Linked DNA regions of Mus musculus: region 2 is linked to region 1. The links are chromatin contacts, called in public promoter capture Hi-C maps. All regions are on one chromosome and are shown on one strand. Each heading gives the region's core, a stretch centred on a gene start, on an enhancer-like site or on the middle of the called end of the contact. The rest is flanking DNA. Distances are from core to core; before and after follow the strand shown. Region 1 overlaps Nrxn1 (neurexin I). Region 2 overlaps Nrxn1 (neurexin I).

Region 1 (4,250 bases), core at 1,226-3,725:
ATCTTCTCTATTCCTATACTACAAAAACAAACAAACAAACAAGGTTCATCATACTTGAAAGACCTGTGAAAAGGTTTGTAAGTCAGGAAGGAATAGTTGTGTATTCCTAAAATCCTAGAGTTTGGGAAGTGGAGGATTAGGTGTTTGAAAATGGCTTGAACTACATGAGGCCCTGTGCCAGAGAGAAAGAAGAGGCAGGAAAAGGGGAAAGGGGAGGAGGAGGAGGAGGAGGCAGGGAGATCATGAATAATAACTGTCTTCAGTGGATACTATGGGTCAGGTGACTTCAGTCATCCTTCAGGAAAGCACTACTTGTTCTTAGCATCAATTCCATCTCTGACAGATGTTGAACATTCTCTCTGAATGTTGCACTTGAGATTTTACTGTGTTCCCCCTTTCACAGCCTCAACCTGGGCAATAAGCTGCATGTTCAGTGACAACAAATATAACCTCCCCCAATACTATGTGTTTTTGTTTTTGTCTTTACCGAGAAAGTCATTTGGTCTTTGTGTATCCCAATATAGAATTGAAACTTCCAGTGACATGCAGCTGACAGAGCAGTAAAATCCCCTTTCTTCCCGAAGAATAGGCTCATCGAGAGACTTAAAATACCAGAAATTTTATAAACCTGTCTTTTTCTCTGCTCTTGAAACCAGAGCTTTGATGACCTCACCTAGCAAATTTAAACTGTATTGTTTTAAATTCCTATAGACACCTACTATACATATACAAAATGAAATATTCCATACATTTGAATAGCCTAAAAGAAAAATATATTAGCAGTATTTGTATTTTCTTTTCTCTGCTGAAACTTAACTTATATTTGAGTTCCTCTGTGAGGTTATAAGCAAACAAACATCAATGGCCACATGTTTGATTCTATGCATGAATAGTTATTACACTTAAAAGACAAGTTTGAATTTTAAGGTAATATATACTGCTTTGACTATATTCAAATGTCTTAAATCTCTCTCTTCATAGGGCCTAGCCAAAATAAATGGCCACATCTCACTTTCTGGCACCTACAATAATTCTGTAACTCCTCAAAGATGATAAATTGTTTTGTGAATAGACAGGTCTACATGTTATTCATACAGATTTCCATATCATACAATGCCTTTCTTTGCATCTCTTAAAGGATTAATGAAATTTCATATGATATGGAATTTGCATTCAAGGTTGGAAAATGGCTCTTATAAAGCCAGGAGGCTATTACCAAAAATTACTTGTCCTCAAGCTTGTGGAATAAAGGAGTCCTGGAAGGCTTACCTATAACTATAATCTATCTATCTATCTATCTATCTATCTATCTATCTATCTATCTATCTATCTATCTACCTACCTACCTATCTATCTATCTATCTATCTATCTATCTATCTATCTATCTCTATATATTAAAATGACAATTGTCATACTTCTATTCCAAGTATGAAATGGAAAACAACATACACAAAGAGTTTGTTCACTTCTCGTGCTAACACCTCCATATGAAGGTATTTCTGATTTTCACCCTAACTAACTAGAGAACAGAAGCTGATGTGAACATTTCTTTGAGATTATTTTCCTACAGGCAGGCTGAGGGTAACGGGTCATATTCATAGGAAGCCTAACCTGACCAGCTCCTCTGCCACGTATTAGAGGTCAGGAATCACCAAAATGTTTGGAACTGGCAAAACATTGTGTTCACTACTACTATATGGGAATTTTTTTTCTCTTACTTGTACAAACGAAGAGGACTTCACTTCAGGCTCTGATTCAGTGTGGATGGGAACAGATTGTATGTATTGATCTTTGTGCCAAGAACAGACTAACACGATTAAACAGACCCTAGTGGAATTATTCAAATCCTATGAAAGAAAATGTCCGGAAATATACAGAACCCCTCAAGCTGCAACTTCCCTACATCCACTAGACGATTTCATGCACTAGAAGATTTCATGAGATTTGAAACTTAGCCTTTTCAAATTCTAGATCTCAGGTTGACATAATCCCCTCACCACACAAAGCAGACTAGAAATCCTTTTGTATCCAGTTTCTACAATTTTACAATTTTCAATATAGCTCTACAGGATCTTTGCTTAAAAAAAAAAACCTATTTAAAAATATTCCATAATAAGTTTTACATATTTCTGCGACTCTAAAATATATTTGCTGTACAGTTACCTTATTTTAGATTTAGAATGTATATCAGGTGTGTTTTTTCCCAGACATAAGCAATTAAAGGGTTGGAAAATAGGCTGTGGAAAGCCCCAAAGAATTAACCTTTGGGGAGCAAATCTTGCAATACCAAACACCCTCAGGCTCCCTTGAGTACCCGAGCTGACAAGTTGCTGGTTAAGCAAGCCAACTAGAAGGTATGTACACAAAGCATCACAATTAAACACCCTGTTTGCCACAAACATGCTTCCTGGCAGAATTTCCTACTAAGCTGGTCTGACCACATGGCTACCTTCAGAACTTGTTTGAAGGAACCCCCTACCCACCCACTTGTATTTGACAGCTGTGTAGTTATCTGTGTTCATGGTTTACTGAATGTCACCCAGTTATTTTACTTTAGAATCTCATGGGATTTGTATCCTGAAGGCAAACAACCTGCTAGAAATAAACAGCAGAGAAGAGTTTCTCTTATCTGCTTGCTGCTTAACAAATCAAAACACATTGAGATGTGAAATTATTAGAGAAGGTTTGGGGATAAAGAAATAAAATAAAAACTGACTTGTCAAATGGGACTCCGTGCTGCTCAGTAACATGTGTTGCCATAGCAAACAACATCTGCTATGCCATTGAATATGTTAGTGACTATGATACATGTGACACAAAATTCTCAGTACCCATTAAGTACTACAAAAAAATCTACCTTTATAGTTACATGTTTTATCTTTTACTCTTTAGTAGTGAAACCCAGGACGACTGAAGATGATTTTTAAAGTTAAAAAAGAAAGTATTGTTTGATAGACTTTGTGTGTTTACATTTTACCCATGAATCACTAAATATGCAATTAGAAAACTAGTCAGAAATACTCTCAAATATCCAAAGGTCATTTTTACCCCTAGCAGTAATAATTATATCAAAGGACTGAAGAAAACTGAAGATTTAAGGAAGCATGATTAATCTTTTTAGCCTTTCTTACTTTCTCTCAATTAAATGTTAGAGACTATCAAATGTCACAAAATACAAGAGCAATCCCCTGTATGTAATCTACTGCCTGAAATCAACAACTTTGTTGCATAAGCGTGCCATCAAGAGAAAGGCATCTATGGATTTGCTTAACAGTATGACACACTTGTTGTTATCCCGTTTGTTATATTAAGATTAACCACAATAACACTGACAATATTAACTCATTTAAAAGCTTGTCATGCTCCAGTGATGCTTTGAGTCCCAAAGACACAATGATTGAAATAAGAAGTGACTAGGGGGAAAATTAAGAATTATGGAATGTGAGAGAGGTGAAGAGCACAGAGGCATACACTGAAACAGGACTTGTTCCCACAGGACATTTAACTCTTGCCTCTCCTCTTTCTAGTATTGAAGAGAACCATAAGATTGATGAAGTTGTTACCCAACCTAAGTCCATTGCTGCTCTAGGAATACTGCCAAGAAGGGAGAAAGTTTGTCACCATAGTGAAAAGGGAGCTTACATCATTTCCACAAGACTATTAAAACAGAAACAATCTAAAATCAAATATCCACAAAGTAACTCATTCTATACAGCTCACTATTTAAGTAATAATGAAGCTGAATTGAATTTCAAATACAACACAAGAGGGTAGGGAGCTGGCCCTGTAGTTGAAAGCCCTGTTTTTCAAGCACGAGGACCTGAGTTTGATAATGAGCAAAAGAAAAAGTAAATAAAAGTTGGGTGTACTCATTTCATTTGTAGGAATTTATTCATCCTAAAAATATTTTAAGTAATATTTTTAAAAAGTAAAGTTATTTGTTATATTAAATATCTATATACCCATCATTAGAAAACAGTTCAATAAATAGTTTTTGCATACAAAAGCAATAGGACATTGTAAGGGAAATAGATAATTTTATTGAAAATCTAAGTGTCTGAAGTACAGCATAGAAAAATGAACAAACTATGGATTAATATGTATTAGAAAGTAAAAGTTCACCTTTCTGATAAATGTTCAAATGTATGTATATATACATATACCCATGTGTAGAAATATGTGTGCATAAAATATAGGATTTTAATTTTAGACAGCATAGAAAATACAGTACATTATATTCTGCTTTTAA
Region 2 (4,250 bases), core at 751-3,250, 89 kb after region 1:
ACAGATTACTTCAGAATTTAGAAGACTACCAGCACTAAAAACAGACAAACAAAAAGCCCCAGTTAAACAATGCTCTTCCAAGATTCAGCCCACAGGGCAAATTCCTCATAGATCTTTAAAAGAATTGCTGTGAAGTCACTGTACCTTATTCACTTGTCTAGAGAGCCCCTGCTTGAGTCATGATCATTTTTAAACCTTAGCGTACACGACCCAAACTACAAATGGCAGAAACTCATGCTAATAGTTCCTGAGTAATAAATTAGTCTGAGTAGGATCCAAGAAGTATAATTAGGACAGGTCACCAAGTGATGTTGCTATATCAACACATATTTCTAATGAAAGAATATGAAGAGGCTTCTTCAACATGCAAAGTAAAATTAAATAGATGCTAGGTGGGTAAAGCAAAGTGACCACCAGGAAACTAGAACAGCCATAGAAATGTTTTTCATCCTTTAATTAAACCAGTGCAGAGCCAATACTCAAGATTTTTACTTTCAATGATTATTTGAAGAATATCAGGGTTAAAAGAAAAATGGAGTGTTTAATATCTTTATTTGTTCTAGCTTTCTTTAAATTTATTGTAAAAACATGCCTGTGTATATGTGTTCATTAAGGAAACGTATTAAATATATACTGAAGCAAGGTGAAAAGTCATGTGAAATACCATGTTGAAGGAAGCATTTCTTCATTTAAATAAAAATAGTTTGGCATGCATTTATCATACATGATAAGTAGCTTCTGGCAGAATCATTAAAGAAGTATAAGTTCAATGTAGATTTTGGGATGATTTTGAAGTAAATACTAACTAGTGCATAAGGAAAAATGATGAAAACTAGGAAAAGTCTGAGGTGATTCAATAGGTCAAAACACTTGGTGCCGGGCTTGTCAACGTGAGTTTGGTATCTAATACCCACGTGGTGAACAGAGAAAATTCACTCCTAAAAATACTATCAACTGACATCCACTGACCTCCACATATAGATCATGGTACACGTGCACACACACACACACACACACACACACACACACACACACACATACATACGCACACGTACACACACACACCCAAAAATAGAGGTTGGGGAGAAGAAAAATAGTTTTGGATATAAGATTAAAGATTTTGAACTCTAAAGTAACTTTGACAGAAAGAAGAAGAAATCAATTGTTAAAATGAAATGGTAAATAGCGCAGAGTGGAATATGAGAGGCACAGAGACTAGAAAAATGGCAATTTCTAAACAAAGGGCACAGGAATAAACGCCAATTATAAGAATCTAGAAGACAAGAGAAGTTGCAAAATAAAGTGGAAGTGGGGTCATAGAAATAAAAATTTAAAATGTTTTAAGCCTTCATTAATTGGAATAGAATCAAGTGAATAGACAGGGTAAACATTGAGTTGATTTGCTTGGAACGGAAGGTCCTCAGCTTCACTCACTGGCAAAGCTCCCATCAAAAACCTAGGCTGAACAGCCTCTAGCAGCAAGGCCAGTAGCTCTATAAGCTATGCCTGTCTCTGATGCTCAATCATCCATCATTACATGTCCCTCTTGCTTTGGTCACACTCCTCCTCAAACCAGATGGCTCCCGAGGTGCTATAGCCATCTCTATTTAACATTTGGCATTCTTGTCCTTAGCTGGTGGTTTTGAATTACATTTGCTTCTAGGTTTGACCCTATAAGAAAAGTTTTTGGTTGTGTGGAATGTGTTTGCAATTTATTCTTAGACTGTGCAATACTGCCCAGAGTTTCAGGTGGAAGATATCCAGCACTGGTTTAAATATCCACAGGAACAGTTGGGACCAGAAAAATGTACATGAGAATGCTTGGTGAAATATCTATAAAAGAGAAGGTAGACAGAGGGGAGAGGATCCAAAATAGAATCTGTGCATTCTGGTGGCAGAGCAAGAGGATGGAGAAAGTAGGAAAGTGGGAGAAGATAGAACAATCAGAATTAGGATGAAACAATGTAGCTCAGTGTGATTGGTGCCAAGGAAAGAATGACTCACTGGAAAGTAGGACTAGAGACTGCTTCCATCTGCTGAGAGAGCAGAAAGGCAGGGCACACAGAAAGACACCTGATCTGCAGGTTTTAGGCAGCAAGTCCCCTGCACTGATGGAAGCTGTGAATGGATAGCAAAGACATTTGCACCATTTTCCACTGAGTCCCACAGAGAAGCTACAAAATAGCAGTCTTCTGGGCTCCACTGAAGGGTAGAGAGATTACAATATGCTACTGCATAAATGAAAAGCAATTTACATATCCACTCAAATGCCATATGAAGGTGGGTTAGTACAGCCTTTATTTTATATCTGACAGAGTATGTCTGATGCCACAGTTCCAGGCAAAGCTGAAATTTAATTCCAGGTTTACCCAAGTAGAAGCTCATTGTTATAGTCACAAAGCACACATTACTAGCAACTATTACTAACACTCTTATTCAATAATGATCTGGAATTCAGAATCAGAAAAGGTCTGATTGTTCATAATTTCAGGACTATTTTATGAGGAGCCACTTCAATTCTGTGATGATGCCATGTATGAATTAATATCAGAAAATGCACGGTTGCCTTGATATTTTGGACTTCTGGCATGCTTCATTTTGAGCTTAATCTGATAATCTGTGTGTGATCATGCTTAAAAGCCAAGATGTTGACATGTTATTTTTCTTTTTGACAACTGTATGATCTGTAGACTCTAATAAATAAGAATAATTAGCATTTCAAAAGAAAAAAGAAAATAAACAAATGTCTGGAAGAAATATATTTAGCTGAAAGTATTTCAAAGTCTGGTCTGTTGTTTGAGTATATTTTTCCAAAGAAGTGCAAAGAAGGCATCTGCCTCTTCTTGAGCTCACACAGTTTATCATTTTTCATCAAAACAAAGGAAAGAAGCCATGCTATTTTATTTTAGTACATCTAATTGTGGAATTTGATGCTCATAGTTAAAATATTTTATTCATAATTACAGTCCAATATTAATACTTAACATGTGGACTAATGTATACATTGTGCCAAAAGATAAATTGAATTAATTCTGGCAATTTCAACCAAAACTATAAAAAAATTTCAGTTGCAATTATTTTAAATGACATATTTTCTCAACTTTAAAATATATTTTTCTCCCTCAGATGTTCATTGGCATTATTGCATAACACTTATAATATCTGAAGGTGATACACATAAAAAAATAGCCTTTTCGTAGGTATTTTAACTTTTTAAGATTTTACCTCACCATGAAGTGACATTGCAGGGTATCTACTCCAAGCTTCAGCAAAAAATGGAGGAGGAGATGGGATCATTAGAGGCTGCGAGTCATCATCCTGGATCCTAGAGGCTGCTACGGGTCAGCCTGTGGGTGTTCACTTGTAACCCTACCTCCCAGGACGAGGCAGTATTTGAAGATGAGCACCATAAGCATCAGATTTTGGCTTCTGTTTTTGTTTTGTTGTTGATTTTTTTTTTTATCAAAGTGGGTTTTTTCTATGTTCGTTAATTTTAGATGATTATCCTTTTTATTACGTAAAGCCAACAATACAATAAACAATGCTTTCTGGCATATATATCTAATTCCTAAGCTTATTTTTGCATTGAAATTCTGGCTAATAATGCTTATCCTGATATAATATCAGGCCAGCATACCCACAATATGATCTGAAGCAAACCCATGGTAGAATTTGTTTTAATAATAATAATAATAATAATAATAATAATAATAATATTATAATAAGGATGGAAAACAACTGAGGTACTCATGGGCCATTGAAGAGAGTGTGAAATCATACAATGGCCCCCAGGACAACTTGGGGCAGAACCAGCACAGGTCATACCTATGAGTGTCCTAGACCTTACACATCCTTTGTACACTCAAAAGAAGCCAATACATCTACAAAATGTTTCTTAAAAGGTTCATAATTATTGTAGCAATAAGCTTGAGACAAGACAAATGTTCATCCACACAGGAATAAGCAAATAGTGGGGTACCTCAACAACTTCTTAGAAGAAATAAGAAACAAAACAAAACAAGGGATAATGCATATGTATGTATGTATGCATGTATGTATGTATGTATGCATATACATACAATGCAAAATTGATATATTACAGAATTACTAAGTCCATTTAAAGAAACTAAACACAAAAGAGAATATTCTTTACCATTCCATTTATATCAAGTTCAAGACAAACCAAATTAATTGCAGCAGATGAAAGAAAAGCTGTTGGGACGAGGAAGACTCGCTCTGAAGGCAGATGT

What was found. Promoter capture Hi-C pulls out the DNA fragments that hold promoters and counts their contacts.
Region 2: a promoter capture Hi-C map of hippocampal neurons shows a contact between it and region 1, with 2.0 times the contacts expected there. The contact joins two enhancer-like sites. A contact is called at or near these places in 1 of 39 promoter capture datasets (hippocampal neurons) and 5 of 484 Hi-C or Micro-C datasets (cerebellum, cortical neurons, neurons and 1 more).

What each region holds. Positions count from the first base shown.
Region 1 is chr17:90,344,521-90,348,770 of GRCm38.p6, forward strand. The region is part of intron 18 of Nrxn1 (neurexin I); the gene reads right to left. Among named protein-coding and RNA genes, the nearest start is that of Gm32337, 120 kb to the right of the region's middle. Within about 2 kb of position 2,476, at least 7 of the 459 cell types and tissues checked have an H3K27ac peak or open chromatin away from gene starts, as enhancers often do. A contact at or near this core is called in cerebellum and hippocampal neurons, where this site is marked.
Region 2 is chr17:90,434,056-90,438,305 of GRCm38.p6, forward strand. The region is part of intron 17 of Nrxn1 (neurexin I); the gene reads right to left. Among named protein-coding and RNA genes, the nearest start is that of Gm32337, 26 kb to the right of the region's middle. Within about 2 kb of position 2,001, at least 10 of the 459 cell types and tissues checked have an H3K27ac peak or open chromatin away from gene starts, as enhancers often do. A contact at or near this core is called in cerebellum and hippocampal neurons, where this site is marked.